Linked DNA regions of Sus scrofa: all the other regions are linked to region 1. The links are chromatin contacts, called in public Hi-C and promoter capture Hi-C maps. All regions are on one chromosome and are shown on one strand. Each heading gives the region's core, a stretch centred on a gene start, on an enhancer-like site or on the middle of the called end of the contact. The rest is flanking DNA. Distances are from core to core; before and after follow the strand shown. Region 1 holds the start of DTWD1 (DTW domain-containing protein 1). Region 2 holds the start of SECISBP2L (SECIS binding protein 2 like). Region 3 holds the start of COPS2 (COP9 signalosome subunit 2). Region 4 overlaps ATP8B4 (probable phospholipid-transporting ATPase IM). Region 5 overlaps ATP8B4 (probable phospholipid-transporting ATPase IM).

Evidence for each region. Promoter capture Hi-C pulls out the DNA fragments that hold promoters and counts their contacts. A called contact is a pair of places that touch in the nucleus more often than the background predicts.
Region 2: a contact with region 1 is called in a promoter capture Hi-C map of liver, with 5 times the contacts expected there. The contact joins the promoter of SECISBP2L here to the promoter of DTWD1 in region 1. A contact is called at or near these places in 1 of 5 promoter capture datasets (liver) and 1 of 2 datasets of contacts at active chromatin or transcription factors (alveolar macrophages).
Region 3: a promoter capture Hi-C map of liver shows a contact between it and region 1, with 11 times the contacts expected there. The contact joins the promoter of COPS2 here to the promoter of DTWD1 in region 1. A contact is called at or near these places in 2 of 5 promoter capture datasets (fetal liver and liver), 2 of 47 Hi-C or Micro-C datasets (liver and skeletal muscle) and 1 of 2 datasets of contacts at active chromatin or transcription factors (skeletal muscle).
Region 4: a Hi-C map of subcutaneous adipose tissue shows a contact between it and region 1, with 2.7 times the contacts expected there. The contact joins the enhancer-like site here to the promoter of DTWD1 in region 1. A contact is called at or near these places in 2 of 47 Hi-C or Micro-C datasets (embryonic fibroblasts and subcutaneous adipose tissue) and 2 of 2 datasets of contacts at active chromatin or transcription factors (alveolar macrophages and skeletal muscle).
Region 5: a Hi-C map of embryonic fibroblasts shows a contact between it and region 1, with 2.2 times the contacts expected there. The contact joins the enhancer-like site here to the promoter of DTWD1 in region 1. A contact is called at or near these places in 5 of 47 Hi-C or Micro-C datasets (alveolar macrophages, embryonic fibroblasts, mesenteric adipose tissue and 2 more) and 1 of 2 datasets of contacts at active chromatin or transcription factors (skeletal muscle).

The regions. Positions count from the first base shown.
Region 1 is chr1:122,137,950-122,140,673 of Sscrofa11.1, reverse strand. DTWD1 (DTW domain-containing protein 1) reads left to right here and starts at 1,352. Exons shown (of 5, transcript XM_021073763.1): 1 at 1,352-1,499; 2 at 2,524-2,601. FAM227B (protein FAM227B) reads right to left here and starts at 1,331. Exons shown (of 16, transcript XM_021073744.1): 1 at 1,195-1,331.
Region 2 is chr1:122,632,355-122,635,054 of Sscrofa11.1, reverse strand. SECISBP2L (SECIS binding protein 2 like) reads right to left here and starts at 1,427. Exons shown (of 18, transcript NM_001206341.1): 1 at 1,124-1,427. The coding sequence starts at 1,147.
Region 3 is chr1:122,541,098-122,543,797 of Sscrofa11.1, reverse strand. It overlaps COPS2 (COP9 signalosome subunit 2), which reads right to left and starts at 1,383. Exons shown (of 13, transcript NM_001105301.1): 1 at 1,318-1,383. The coding sequence starts at 1,371. GALK2 (N-acetylgalactosamine kinase) reads left to right here and starts at 1,511. Exons shown (of 11, transcript XM_003121519.6): 1 at 1,511-1,810.
Region 4 is chr1:121,723,856-121,726,555 of Sscrofa11.1, reverse strand. All of the region lies in intron 3 of ATP8B4 (probable phospholipid-transporting ATPase IM), which reads right to left. Among named protein-coding and RNA genes, the nearest start is that of ATP8B4, 96 kb to the right of the region's middle. Within about 2 kb of position 1,280, at least 21 of the 83 cell types and tissues checked have an H3K27ac peak or open chromatin away from gene starts, as enhancers often do. A contact at or near this core is called in alveolar macrophages, embryonic fibroblasts and subcutaneous adipose tissue, where this site is marked.
Region 5 is chr1:121,865,360-121,868,059 of Sscrofa11.1, reverse strand. The region is part of intron 20 of ATP8B4 (probable phospholipid-transporting ATPase IM); the gene reads right to left. Among named protein-coding and RNA genes, the nearest start is that of ATP8B4, 240 kb to the right of the region's middle. Within about 2 kb of position 1,354, at least 13 of the 83 cell types and tissues checked have an H3K27ac peak or open chromatin away from gene starts, as enhancers often do. A contact at or near this core is called in embryonic fibroblasts, mesenteric adipose tissue, retroperitoneal adipose tissue and 1 more, where this site is marked.

The DNA of each region.
Region 1 (2,724 bases), core at 103-2,602:
GCATTCATAGTTTTCCCAGCTGACTTTTATCAGAAAAAAATTTGTTCCGCTGTGCTCTACTGAACTAAAGCCATATTTTTGAATAATTTATTACATAGCTATTATAACCTGATACTCTGATTAATAAACAGAATGATTTGCTTTTTTAATCCGTGCACTTGAATTAAAGTAGTTAAAAAAGATAAAGGTGTGAATTACTTATTCTTGGCTTGGAGACTTTGCTATTGCTATTAGTCTTTCCCCCTAAAGCAGTGACTTTCAAATTTTCTAAAAGAGAAACACACAATGAGAAATACATTTTATAAACATGACCTAGTGCACACATTCATGCATATATATAATTTAAAACTCCATAAAGTAATACTTAACTTTACCAAGTACCATGCATGGATATTTCCACAGTAGACCATCTCAATTTTTAAAAAGTGTAGTTGTGACTAAATAGATTTCCTTGCTCAGAAATGGGACTTCCCCACCAGTGGTACCCACACTGAATAACTCTGAACAACACAGCCCTAAGCCACAATTATTCTTCAAGGCTTTACACAAGTCCAGTCAATAAGCCTTCACTGACTACTCCACTCTGAGCTCTTCTGAAATTCGTGTAATTTACTAGTCATACTGTGTCTTCTGTACTGTGTAACGATATCTTTAAGGTCCTCTAAGTCAAGGTTCTGTCTTTTTCTCTCTCAGTTGCTAAATTCACAGTATTCAATACATTGCTCAATACCTGGCCACTTTTTCCACATCTCACGATTGTTAACACGCATTCATTCTGTTTGGATTTTCTTTAGGTTGGGGCAAGGGAAGATGGCTTAATAATCTATCCACATATTATGCTTAATTTCAAACGGGAAAAGTGAACAAAGTAGTGCAACTCTACATGAGTGTGTAGTTTAGCAAACAAAATCATCAAGATATATAATTTCTCTAATAGCTTTCATTACTACTCAGCGCACAAAATATTTCTCCTGACAGTCATTTAAAAAAAAGTAATAGAACAAAGTTCCCACGATTAAAATATTTGGGATATTGGAAATGGGAAAGTTCTGTAGGAACCGCATGTTTCACAACTTACTGCAACTACACCTTGACCGTACATTTCGAGAACCGCATCGCACTTTGGCGGTCCCGGCCAGTTCGTAGAAGGGAGCTCAGCGGAGGGCTGGCAGGGGTCTTAAGGCCCATCCTTACCCTGTCAAGGCCAGCTGTTCCAACTCCTCTCTCCGGAAAAGGGCAACACCACAGACTCGCGCAGAGGCTGAGGCGGGACTTCCCGTCTAACCCCGCCCCGCGGTCCTCCCCACCCGTTACCTTCGCCCTCAGGGCTGGCTGAGCCCGGCCCTAGCAACCGCCTTGGCAACGGTCGGGCTCCTCCCTCTGGTGTCGCCCGGAAAGCGCTCCGCCGCTCCCAGTTGCTACCGGGGCCGGGTGCGCGCCTCCGGCTCGGGCTGAGCGGAAGACGCGTGGAGCTGTGCGGCGACCCGCGGGCTGTGCAGGTCTGAGTCCCACTGCGATCCCTCGTGCCCGCCCCGCGCCTCTGGGGACCGGTGGTTTGGCCGGAGCGGGGCAGCTGCCGGAGTGGACGCTCCTTGGCAGGGCCGTAGCGGAGGTCGTGCGGAGCGTCGCTTGTGAGCGGGGCCCTGGTCCCTGCTCGGGCGCTTGCGTTTTTTAAGATCTTCAGGGCCCTTTGGGGAAAAGGCGTACGAATTTTTCCTCCAAAAACATTTTTTTTTTCACCTAACAATTATTTTCAGTGCTTTCCACCCCAAGAAAAGTCTGTCCAGGAAAAGTTAGTCCTTTTGGAAGTCTATTCTTTATTTTTTAGTGTTGGAGTGGTTTGCGGGGCATTGATTATCACGAAGAAACTTGGTAGACAGCGTGCCATGCAGTGTATTTAAAATACTAAAATTTTGATTACATAATAAGCAAAAAATCTGCTCCTTATGTTTGAATTATTTCTTGGGAAGGTAGTACAAGTCAGGAAGAATGTTAACACTGCAAGCTGCCAATTCCACGAAGTTGGATAATAAAGTCGCCACTTGGCTCAAAACCACAATATTTAAGAATTATTTCTGTTGGAACCCTAGTGTACCATGAAAAACTAAGACAAGACTGACCGTCTACCACATGGTGGGTGGGGAGTTGTTAGTGTGTATTGAGAAGGTGATACCTTGGATTTAAAAAAATGGGTATTGGACCTGTGCATGTGTGACCTGGTTCTTAAAAATACTCTGGCGGGGGAGGGGGGGGATGAAGTGGATTTTACCTAGTTTTGAATAGGTCTGAAGTACAGGATAGGGGCGTTTTCTATGATGTTCCTCTGGGAAGTGAGTTAATTTTCCTTTATTATTTAACACCCCCACCAAAAAAAAATTTTGCAATTCTGCCATTTCTGCTAGGCTGCATATGGCCTGTAAAGATTTATCAGATACTTCAGTAGCAGATGCATAGTGGATGCTTCTTTTTCAGAATGGTTTTCATTTAGTTAACAAGTATTTGTTGAATTCCATGCTGCATAAGACACAGGGATAAGGAAGATCTGTCAAGAATTATGCTCTTGGAGAGTTGACTGCTAGGAGGGATAGCTTCACTGAAAAGGTAATTCCAAATTAAAGTACGTTTTTCCGTGTTAAATATATGGAACCAGTAATAAGTACACAAAAGTAAAAAGGTGTAAGAGATTGCCATGGGCTATCTAGAGTCCTGACTTTGAGACTAAAA
Region 2 (2,700 bases), core at 178-2,677, 490 kb before region 1:
TTTTTGTTTAAAAACAACAACAACAACAACAAATATACACAACCAGGAAGCTGCCCTTTGCCTGCTAAAAGAGCAGTATTTCAAAATCAAAACTGGCTCTGACTAGCTACATTTATACAGATACAGAAGTTGGGAAATCTTGTTTCATTATTCAGGTGTTAATTATCCATTTGCAAAGTAATTAGGCAAATCAATAGCCTTTTTTCCTCATCTTTTTTGCCTAGTTCGTCACAAGGCCTTCTTTCACTGAAAAGGGGAATGGATAGTAGGTAAACTTCGACTTCATCAAATTGTTTCAAACAGGTCTCAAGAGTGGAAAATACTGAAACTTTTGGAGGGGCAGAAAACAATTATTTTAGATTATTTTTGACACAGCCTTCCAGCACCTGCTAGTTTGGATAATCAGGAATTTGATGTAATGAAAAACACTAATGGGACTAATGCGGGAATATGAAAACGGGCTCGGAAATGAATTCGTGCTGGGGGTCCTACACCTTTAAAATATAAAATCTGTTTTTTAAAAAACTAACTTCTGCAAAATACCTGGCTAAAGGGCAAAGAGAAACCGTAGTATTTCATATCTAAAAGGAAAAACCTCCCTAATACCATTGCAAAAACCATGCCTCGCTCAAGGGAACATAAATCTTAAAAAGCCTGTAACCCCCCTTCATCTGTAGTTATCACACATTCTCTGACAGTTTTCCTGAGAAGCCTTCAAAAACCTTTCCACCTTGAAAATACATTCCAGAACTGAAGGGAATGGAGTTTGGCGGGGGAGGGGGGGGTGTATTTCGTTGGAAGTTACAAACCCTCCTCTTCGGAGACCACGGACTACTTGGAAGTCTTCTGGCCCCTTTTACCAGGCCAAAGAGGAGGGGCAAGAGCGAGTCCCCAGCCCGGGGGGCAGGGGGTATCTGAAATGAAAAAGCCCCCAAGCTTGAGAGAGCCTCTGGAACAATGCAAGAGAGGAGGGCGCCGACAGGATCCGGGGTAAGGAGGTCTGCACCAGCAGTAACCCGAGGGCTCCTGTCGTCCTGGGCCGCGCTCGGAGCCCAGGGCCCGCCCCGGAGTTAGCAACAACCCCCAGACCCCGGCCCGGCCCGGGCGGCCCAAGCCTGCCTACCTGGTCTGCGGGGGCTCGGTCCATGGCGCCTACAGCCGGAACGGGCCCACGTTAGTCGGTGTGGAAAGCGCCTGGGGCCGCTTTCTCCATGGCCCTCCGCTCGAGTCCAGACCGGGCTCCGGACCTCCGCCCCTATCTAGCTGGCCCCGACGCAGAGTCCGGCTACGCCACTGGCCGGGGAGGTGGCTCTAGCTCCAGAAGAAGGAGGAGGCAGCCTCAACCTCTGGGAGGGATCATCTGGAACGGAAGCCGAGGAGGGTCCAAATGGGCGAGAGGCGTAGTCGGAAATGGAGGTACGCAAAATGGAAGGAGGGGGTGGGGCCGAAGGGGGCAGTGGGCGGAGTGACCGCACGCGGCCTGAGCAGGCGCTAACCTAACACGAGCTGGCCAATCTGGAGGCTGGATATTCCCAGCAGCAGGTGTTCCCAACAGCTCTGTGCTTTGCCTGGACTAAATTTCCCCTCAACTGCCCCTCCGTACCGTTTGGGTTTTTTTTCTTTAATATATTCAATTTTTTTCATTTTATAGTTTTATTGACATATATTTGATTTATAGTGTGATAATTTCTGCTGTCCAACAAAGTGATTCATTTGTATATACCCACATATCCATTCTTTCTCAGATTCTTTTCCCATATAGGCTATCAAAGAATATTGAATAGTGGATTATTAAACTAGAGGAATGTGGGGCCACTTGGGACCCAGGACACTCAGGTTCCAGTCTTCAGGGACCATCCTTATCTCAAATTGCCTCTTAGTGATTTTGGAAGAATTTTTAGATGCCCACTGTACATATGATCCTTCCTTATGTTATCCAGTTACAGGGAGTCTTGACTGTAGAAGAAAATACCACAGATTGACCACCAGTGAGAAACCAAGTCAAGAGGCTACATAAATACTGAATAAATAATTCATAGTCCAAGGTCCAGGTCCACCTTTAGGCAGATCTTCTCTATCTCTATCCCTAATTTTACCAAGCCTGTATCCCACCACCCACAGGTAACACACCAACTCTGGTATGTTACTTTTTTCGTTGTACTTGACTGTTGATTTTATCTCTAGTTCAATAGTTCCTTGAAGAAAGAGACTGCCATGAAATTGGACACTTGGTAAGAGGGCAGATTGCCTCTGGGCATCTCCTCAGAGGCACCCTCTACACATACTTTTCTCCCTAAGAGTTCTTACTTGCTGGTCATTTCCAGAGTAAGGAAGAAAAATAAAAAGTTATATAAGCAAAATTACACTAAGTGAAGAAAGAGAGTAGAGGCTACTATTTGATGGCCTGGAGTGGAGACTTACAACTGGAAGACAATTTTAAGAAGTTTGCATTGTTATGCTTCAGGAGACATCAGTAAAGACTTGCATTGCCTTTTCAGTTAGTCTGGCTTGTTAGTCTGGTTTTATTTGAATAGGACTCCAAGAAGAGGTGGTCTGTGGAGCATCTAACTGTAGTTGATACTATATTTTGACCTGGTGAAAGGAGCTAACTTGGATCACTAAGACTTATATCAAGGCCGGCAGCAGAAAACATTTCTAAGGAGAAACATTTATATTTGTGTGTAGAGATTTTCCATTTAT
Region 3 (2,700 bases), core at 134-2,633, 400 kb before region 1:
ATGGACTTCAGGCACTGCCTAAAACTGGCCTGTTTGCACAAACTAAAATCTAAGGCAGAAATCATAACTACCAGCATAACTCTACGTTTAACTTTAAGAATTACCAAAACCTCTACTACAAATTTTAGGTAATAGCAAGCATCTCCTTCCTCTCCCCCTTCCAAATGTGTTTTCTTCTTAAAGGGAAAGTATTGCAAATGCCTATAAAAAGATTTACACTACTTCAAAACGATATATTAACATCTTGAGACTCTGGCCTTATGGGCCAGACTTCCCTAAGTATCTATTTCATAATTTTTTGATAATGCAGGCATCACCATAATATACAAGAATCATGCAGAAAAACGTCCCCCAAATAAAAAGCAAAGCCAAGGTGATGCTAATTCTTGGTCGAGATCATTTTTCTTAGTTCCCACACAGATAATATTTTTGATTATCAACTTGAAATACCCCATAGTGAATTAAAAAAAATCACCCCGTAAATCCGTTCATAAATTAAACCTTGAATCTTTAAAAACAACCATTCAGCAACATAAATTCGTTTATTTCTCCACTGTTGATACTTTTAACTTTGAATATTGGGAAATTTCTAAATAAAGAAAAAAGCCATTGGGTCAACCCCCTTATACCCCTTCCCCTCCCTGCCCCCAAAAGCCTCAAACAAAAAGCAAAACCTCCTGCCCAACTGTTTTCTTAAAACAAAACAAGTAGCTAAACTATTATTTTTAAGCTAGCCTTGCTCTCAATTCTCCACTGCACCTTCACCTTAAACCAAAACGCACCCTGGACAAGACTAACCTAAGCTCTGTTTACAGGAGGCTCAGAGTGGTGTTTGGCTGTCAGGCCTGGGAGTAGTAAGGCCCCTAGTTTTCGGACCCTTCCCCTAGCATTTCGCATTCGCTCACTTCAAGTGTGAATTAGAGGGGCCGAGAATGCTGAGCCCAAAAGGGCAGAGCCGGGGCCTAAACCGCTGCATGGTCCCCAAGGCGGCTTGCGCGGGAGGCAGGAAGGAGGAGACACCGATAACCGGACGCCGGAGGTCAGGAGTGCCCATGTAAACCGAGTTGGCGCTCGGACTTGGGAACACAACGCTCGGGACCCTCTTCACTGCCTCCTTTACCTTCCCCTCCCCCATGCGGGAGAAGCAGGGCCCCGGCCCGGTGCGCGAAGTGGGAGGAGGTAAACTCGTCCTGTCACTGCTCCGGGAGAGGCTGGAAGGAGCACATGTTCTACGGGGAGAAGCGGCGGTCGCCCCTGCCTCGGCCTCTAAAGCAAGAAACCACTTCCAACCCCAGAGTTCTGTCCCCTGCGCCTCACCAAGTCGTAGTCCTCCTCATCATCGCACATGAAATCATCCTCCATGTCAGACATCTTGGCTGGGAGGGGGGAGGGGGAGGGGAAATTGGCGACAACCTCCTCCCACAATCCTCCGCGGTTCAGTGGCGTCACTCCCAGCCTCTCCTTTCCTTCCCGTCGCTCTTAGAGGAGCTGAATGTTTCCTCCCGGAACAAATTAGCTCCGTTTAGAGAGGATTCGCTACGACGCCAAAAGCTAGTGCACCGTCCCCCTCTTCCTGCGAGACGGTTGGTGCCTTAGCAAGTAAACCTAGCAACTAGGGAATCGAAGAGTACTGGAGGACTTAGGAAGCCTTCTGCTCACAAGGAGCGGTTTTCAGCCTCCTGGGCAAGGGAACAGTCTCCTTCCTTGCCTGGGACTCTGGAACCATTTCTTTTTGGTGAAAGTAAGAGGCAGCTTGGGATCAAAAACCTTTCACGGAGAAAAATCCCGACATGCCCATCCCATGTGACAGGTAGTATTTTTTTTTTTTTGCCATGTTTGTCGTCGTGCATTTAACTCACACATTTTGGTCCTGGGATGTTGGGAGACCTTTCAGCAACATGGTTTACACGTAATGTTTGTTATATCTGTAGTCGACAAAACGGTTCTGTGGCTATCTCAAATTAGTTAAGCATTAATCAGTTGAGGTACCTTAGGTCTTATTCAGTTGTTCAGCAAATTATGAACTGACCTTTACTGCCTGTGGGACCGAATTAAGGTAAAAGCTAAGGACTTTTTAAAAAAATGCATTATTGTTACACACCATCGTTAGTAGAATTCGAAATAAAGAAATGAAATAAGGGAAAAAACTGCTTTTCAAATAACGCTTTACTTACAAACTTCCAGTTCTGTTCACTTGAATCCATAAATTTTATATAGCACAGATAAAATTTCGGATTCTTTTTGCACCTAGTTATGTAACCGCATAGCAAAATGTATGCAATATATTGTTGACAATGATTATTTTATTTTTTTCCCTCCTTCCCTCCCTCCCTTCTTTTTTCTTTTTTTAATTTTATGGCCGCACCCTCAGCATATGGAAGTGCCTGGGCTAGGGATTGAATCTCAGCCTCAGCTGAGACCAACTCCACAGCTGCAGTAAAGCTGGATCCTTTTAACTCACCGTGCCAGGTTGGGGACCCAAATCACACCTCTGCAACAATCAGAGCCACTTAAGTGAGATTCTTAACTCACTGCCTACAGCAGGAACTCCAACGATGACTTTTTAAATTGTGGAATAATAGTCCCTTCATTGAATGTACCAATGCACCATAACTTACTTAAACATGCTATTATTGCTACACATTTTGAATATTGTAACAATAACACTGTTTTAAATTCTGGAGTTATTATTTTTGTCAT
Region 4 (2,700 bases), core at 31-2,530, 410 kb after region 1:
CTGAAGAGTCTCACACCTACAACTTAATGCTTCAACCCACACTCTCACAACTCATTGACCAAAAAGAGTAACATGTGTCCAAAAGGCAGAAAGCCAGAAACAGTAATGGATATCACCAATGGCCACCACAACCAGAAATGTAAACAAACCCTAATATTTGAAGAGTACAAGACACATAAGCTACAAAAAATAAATACCAAGCAACCTCAATGCTCTCAAACAAGTCCTATTTCAATGCCAGATGTAACAGATATTTGACTATTTTCCCCTTCCCCTCAGCTGACAATGCTCCAAATTTCTTAGTCCTGTGATCTGTAAACTCAACTCCCATCCATAACTCCAGGGTCAGGCCCAGATGAGCTTAAACCAACTATATGGCCCATCCTCCTAAATATACTTTGAATTCAGGGATTAGCACATGACACATGTCACATGATTAAGGTCTTAATAATAGTCATTTTATCAGTTCTGGGAATTTGCTGGAGACATAAGTTTTCTCCCTCTTACTGGATTCCAACCTAGGAAGCAAGTAGTCCTAAGGGTCACCGACAGCATCTCAGAACCAAGAGTGGATGAAGCTGCCAAGAATAATTCTTACACTGAAGATGCAGGGCCAAGAAATGCAGAGAAATAAACTAGTCCAAGCTTCTCCTGAGGCTAGTCATACCTCTGGCTTTTTAGTTATATGATCTGTCCATTTATAGTATTGTCTAAGTCAGTTTGAGTTGATTTTTCTTTTATACCCAACAAATCAAATCTCAAGTAAGAGGGTTAATAATATACACAAGATTAGTTTGTGTTTTTATATAATAGTTTACTTTTATTTCTATATTTGCCTTAAAGAGTGAGTCATGGACGGCTGAGCCTAAATGCAGTTGGCGGTTGTCTGGGGACACTGCCTGCGTCTATGAATCCCACAGGCCAAACCCCAGGAGCTTTCGCAATGATTACCAAAGTTTCAGCACTAGCAAAAGATCTCCCCACATTTGATGAAATATTTTTATGTTGTAACAGCTATAAAAAGTAACTGTCAGGATCTTGGGTGGGAGAGGCTATTTTTCTTACCAGAGAGGCAGCAGATAGAGTACTATTATAGTACAAGTTGGATTCTAAAGAGAAAAATAGCCCTGACTTTTAGGGAAGAGATTATCTCTAAACCATAAAATGAAAACCAAAAAAGAGACTGTCCACAGACTACTTGCATTAAAAAGGAAGTGGTCTAAAGGCATTTGCACCATGCAGGAAATATGTGACACGCCCATGTTTATGCAAAGATCCCAAAAAAATGCATGTATGGGACAAGCTGGCCTGGAGATTGGACATCTGGCGCCTCACTGGTACCAGGCAGAACCACAGCTCCTCAGTATGAGTCAAGGTTGCTCAGTGAGGAATCCACAGCATTCACAGTTGGGAGGAATCGAGAAGTGATAACACTCAACCCACAGAAGGGGCTTTACAGAGAGTCATCAATAAACACTGGTTACATTCATTATCACCAATACCACCATCATCATCATAACATTCTCCTGTGCCTGGGCTCCCCACCATAAGCAAAAACATTTGTGGCAGGGGAGAGAGCAGAGGGCACATTTCCCCCAATGTTCACCTATTCATTCATCTAAGGGTCTTCTATGTGTCATGCAATGCGTCATTGAGCCAGAACTATAGAGGTGAATAAGCAAAGACCTGACCCTGCACTTTAGTTGTAGGAAGAGAGGCAGGAATAAGCAGATGATAAACTTGTACACTGATGACACAATTTAAGTAAGTGATCAGTGCTATGAAGAAAACAGTGAGCAATAGAGTAGGAACACCTTGCCTGACAAGAAGATGCCTGCTTCATGTACCTTCAAGATGACCCTACCTATGAGACCACTAAACACCTGTCCCCCAGGGGATGTCCAAAACAGTCCTTCAAGCTATCAGAAAAATAAATTAAGAATTTCCATACATATTTTAACAAAGATTTCAAAATGTAAAGTTACTAATATTTAATGCACATATGTATTCACACACATACAAATGTACATTTCTATGAATACATACACACATAAACATTATAATTACAGATATACAAAGTAAATATGGGAAGTAAATATTGTAAAGATTCTCTTTTCACAAGTAGGGAGCATACTTAGAAAGTTTTAAGAGGGCCAAGTTGAAGACGCAACACTGTTATGGTCAAAGGAAATGAGTACGACTCATGTGTCACCAAGGCTTAGACACAGAAAGGAAAATTTAGTTTGTGTGTAATGGTGTCTCTTGTATCATAAAATGACACTAGCTAACAGGGGTTGTCTCCTGACATATGCCAAGCACTGGACTGAGCACTGAACATGCATAATCTCATGTAATCTTCAAAAAATTCCAGCGAGCTGTTACCACTTCAGCATCATTTTACAGATGAGAAAATCGAGGCTCAGAGAAGTTTTAAGAGTTGCCCACAAAAGCTATGTTGCATGGAGTCATGTGTTCTCCCAAATGGTATGTGTTTCCTGGTAAATGAGTCAGAAACAAGGAGTCAGTCTCTAGCCTCCCTTCTGATCAGTAAACTCACTCACCCTCTTAGGACATTCTTCATCTGGTGAAAAGAGCCTCCCTAAATTAAAGCACAGTGGAGCACACACACTAATTCAATCAGCTGGAGCAGTCACTTTCAGTCCTTTCAATCTAGGGAGAGTGTCACGGGGCTTGTCTAGG
Region 5 (2,700 bases), core at 105-2,604, 270 kb after region 1:
TAATGGAATATTTCAAGTCAAAATTATACTCATCAACTCAAACAATAGAATAAATCTTCTGGGAAAGAAACTACAGACACCAAAGAGTAAAGGAAAGTTCCAAATGGAGCCCCCCTTCCAGTGCCCTAAAGCTAGTCAGCAGCCGTATAATGCTGCCAGCACCTCATCCAACTCTGCTGCTTAAGGGAAAGATTGTATGGTGACTTAACACCCTTCAAAGTGGCCTTTTCTCTTTAAAATGGAAAGAGGACGCCTCTACAGAAAGGAAAATTTCCTCTCAGAACCCCCTGGATGACAGGCTTTGAAGTAACGTAGGGCAAGCTGACATGACTGCACATCTTTTGATCACAACCAGGGAACCCCACAATCTAGTCGGTGTTCCCAAAGATGAGGGCCAAAGCCAACCTCCAACACTTTAGGTCACAACTCGCATATACAAAACGAGTGCCCAGGAGAGAATGGGAGTCAGAGACAGGCCAGAAAATGGGGATTCTGGCTTATAGCAAAATGAAGCTGCTTCCCAAAGGCTTATCCTCTGGAGAAAAACATTTGTTTCAATGGTTTTTCTGCTGTGGCTCTTCTGAAATAAGAGAATGTTCATGGTACAAAAACAAGCATGTTAGCCCTCAGCTTTCTAATTATTTGAAAATGTAACACTAATTGTTTACAAGCTAAGTTTAAACAACAAAAACAAAAACCACTTATCTTCTGGCTCAACATCTCCTTCTGCTGTTCAGGACCAAAATCACAGCCTGCATTTAGGAACCCAAGGAACCCAGAGGTTACATGCTGTTGGCTCCAGGGATAATTATATGTTTAGCCATCAGTTTGCAGAATCAAAGAAAAAGATTTATAAAGTCAGAGTGCTATGTGTGAAATTTAGGGAGTTAGGGTGGGGAGGTGGGGAGAGTAGACATGAAAAATCATTGCTTTAAGGGGGAGATACGGGGCTTTTGCATCAGATATCCATGTTAGGGAACTCTCCTCATAGTCATGAAAATTTACAGTCCCATATAATGAAGAAAGCAAGGGAGACAAGTTCTTCCACAGTGAACATTTCTCTGACAGTGTGGCACAGCTCATAAACGAGGTCCTCAGGAAGCACCAAAGGGCACGCATCTCCTAAGGTTTCCTTTTTAGTAAAGTTCTCGCTCACTGAAGAAATGACTCAAACTCTGTTTTCCCCCAGAGAATGAAAACATTCCAAAGAAGGGTGAAGTTCATGAAAGTATTGGCTGAAATTCTATTTACTTAGGATTTTTTTTTCCCCTCAACTGTCTTCCTAAGATCTCATATGAACCCTTTTCCAGGCAGAAAAGGGACGGTGTTTCCAGCTCTGCTTATATTCCCACCACACTCCCTCCGTTCAGGCCAACCCTCCTCACCAGAGTGGGCTCGTGCGTTTTCAGACCTTTGCCCATGCTCTATAACTGCCATTTCTTTTTTTCCCTGGAACTTAGCTCTTCAAACACTAGCTGGTTCTTGCAAAACTATTTATTAGGAGGGAAAAAGCTACATATAACTTCCTTCGAGGAATATGAACTATACATTTTTGCAGGCGTAACACACACTGCTTTACCACAGAATACAAGTAACAAATGCTAAAACAAAAGAGTGCCTGTTTTTTCCAAGCTCTGTAATGAAGGGGAGTCTTTACAGTGTTGGCGTGCAGAAGCGCATTAATGGTTGAGGCAACCTTGGCACTCATAACCCCATGCCACTATGAGCACAGCAAAGCGCAGTTAAACCCATGCTGGCTTACATGCAATCTATAAAAAAAAAGGGATGGTACAAAAAAGAATTATTTTTGCCTGTCTTCTTGAGGCACTCTATATTCAAATATTAAAAGGATCCATTAGGAAATGGATTGAAACCATGACATCATGTTTAGAAGAATGCAATTTTGACTTTGATAGGAGCATTGAGTTTGAAATAGGGAGATCTGGGTTCAGGACCAAGGTCTCCCTCTGACTCTCATATGCCCACAGTTGAGTTATCTGATCTCTAGCCACTTTGATTAGCCAGTTACAGACCCAGGCTAGAACCCAGGTCTTCTAATTCCTAGTTCTCTGTCTTCTATATCAAACAGTCTGACACATAGAGTTAGCCACAGGTGACCTCTGGGTTGGGACAAAGATACAGTGCCAGAGCAGCAGTTAAGGGACATTAATAACCTGCCTATAGTGGAGAAAGGGAGAAAATACAGGAAATTTTGATGTCAAACTCCAGTTCTATCCCTTAATACCTGTGTGACCTATAAGATACTCAACACCTGAACCAGCATCTTTATTAGCATCTAGGGGAATGGTACCAGCCAATCATACTGGTTGATAACATTAAGAAAACTTGGGCAACTGCACCGGTGCATACTAGGAAGGTCTCTAATATTACTTGGTGCTCTAACATTTTACAATTTGTGATGGAAACTAAACTTAATAAAGGTTTTGCCTGGATGACTAGAATTGGGAATTAGGAACAAGGTGTATTTTGTTTGGCCTGTACAGCACTTAAAAACAATCTGTGTGAATTTACAGACAACATGATGTCCACCTTCGCCAAAGTCCCCACCACTCCCTAAGACTTGTACAGCCCAGACCACACAACTAATATTATCTGTCTGGCCCTGGAGTCATTTGCATTTGTGAAGCCTGCTCATTCCAACAAATAACTTTCCACCAAGTAGGTGTGCAAAAAAATGCA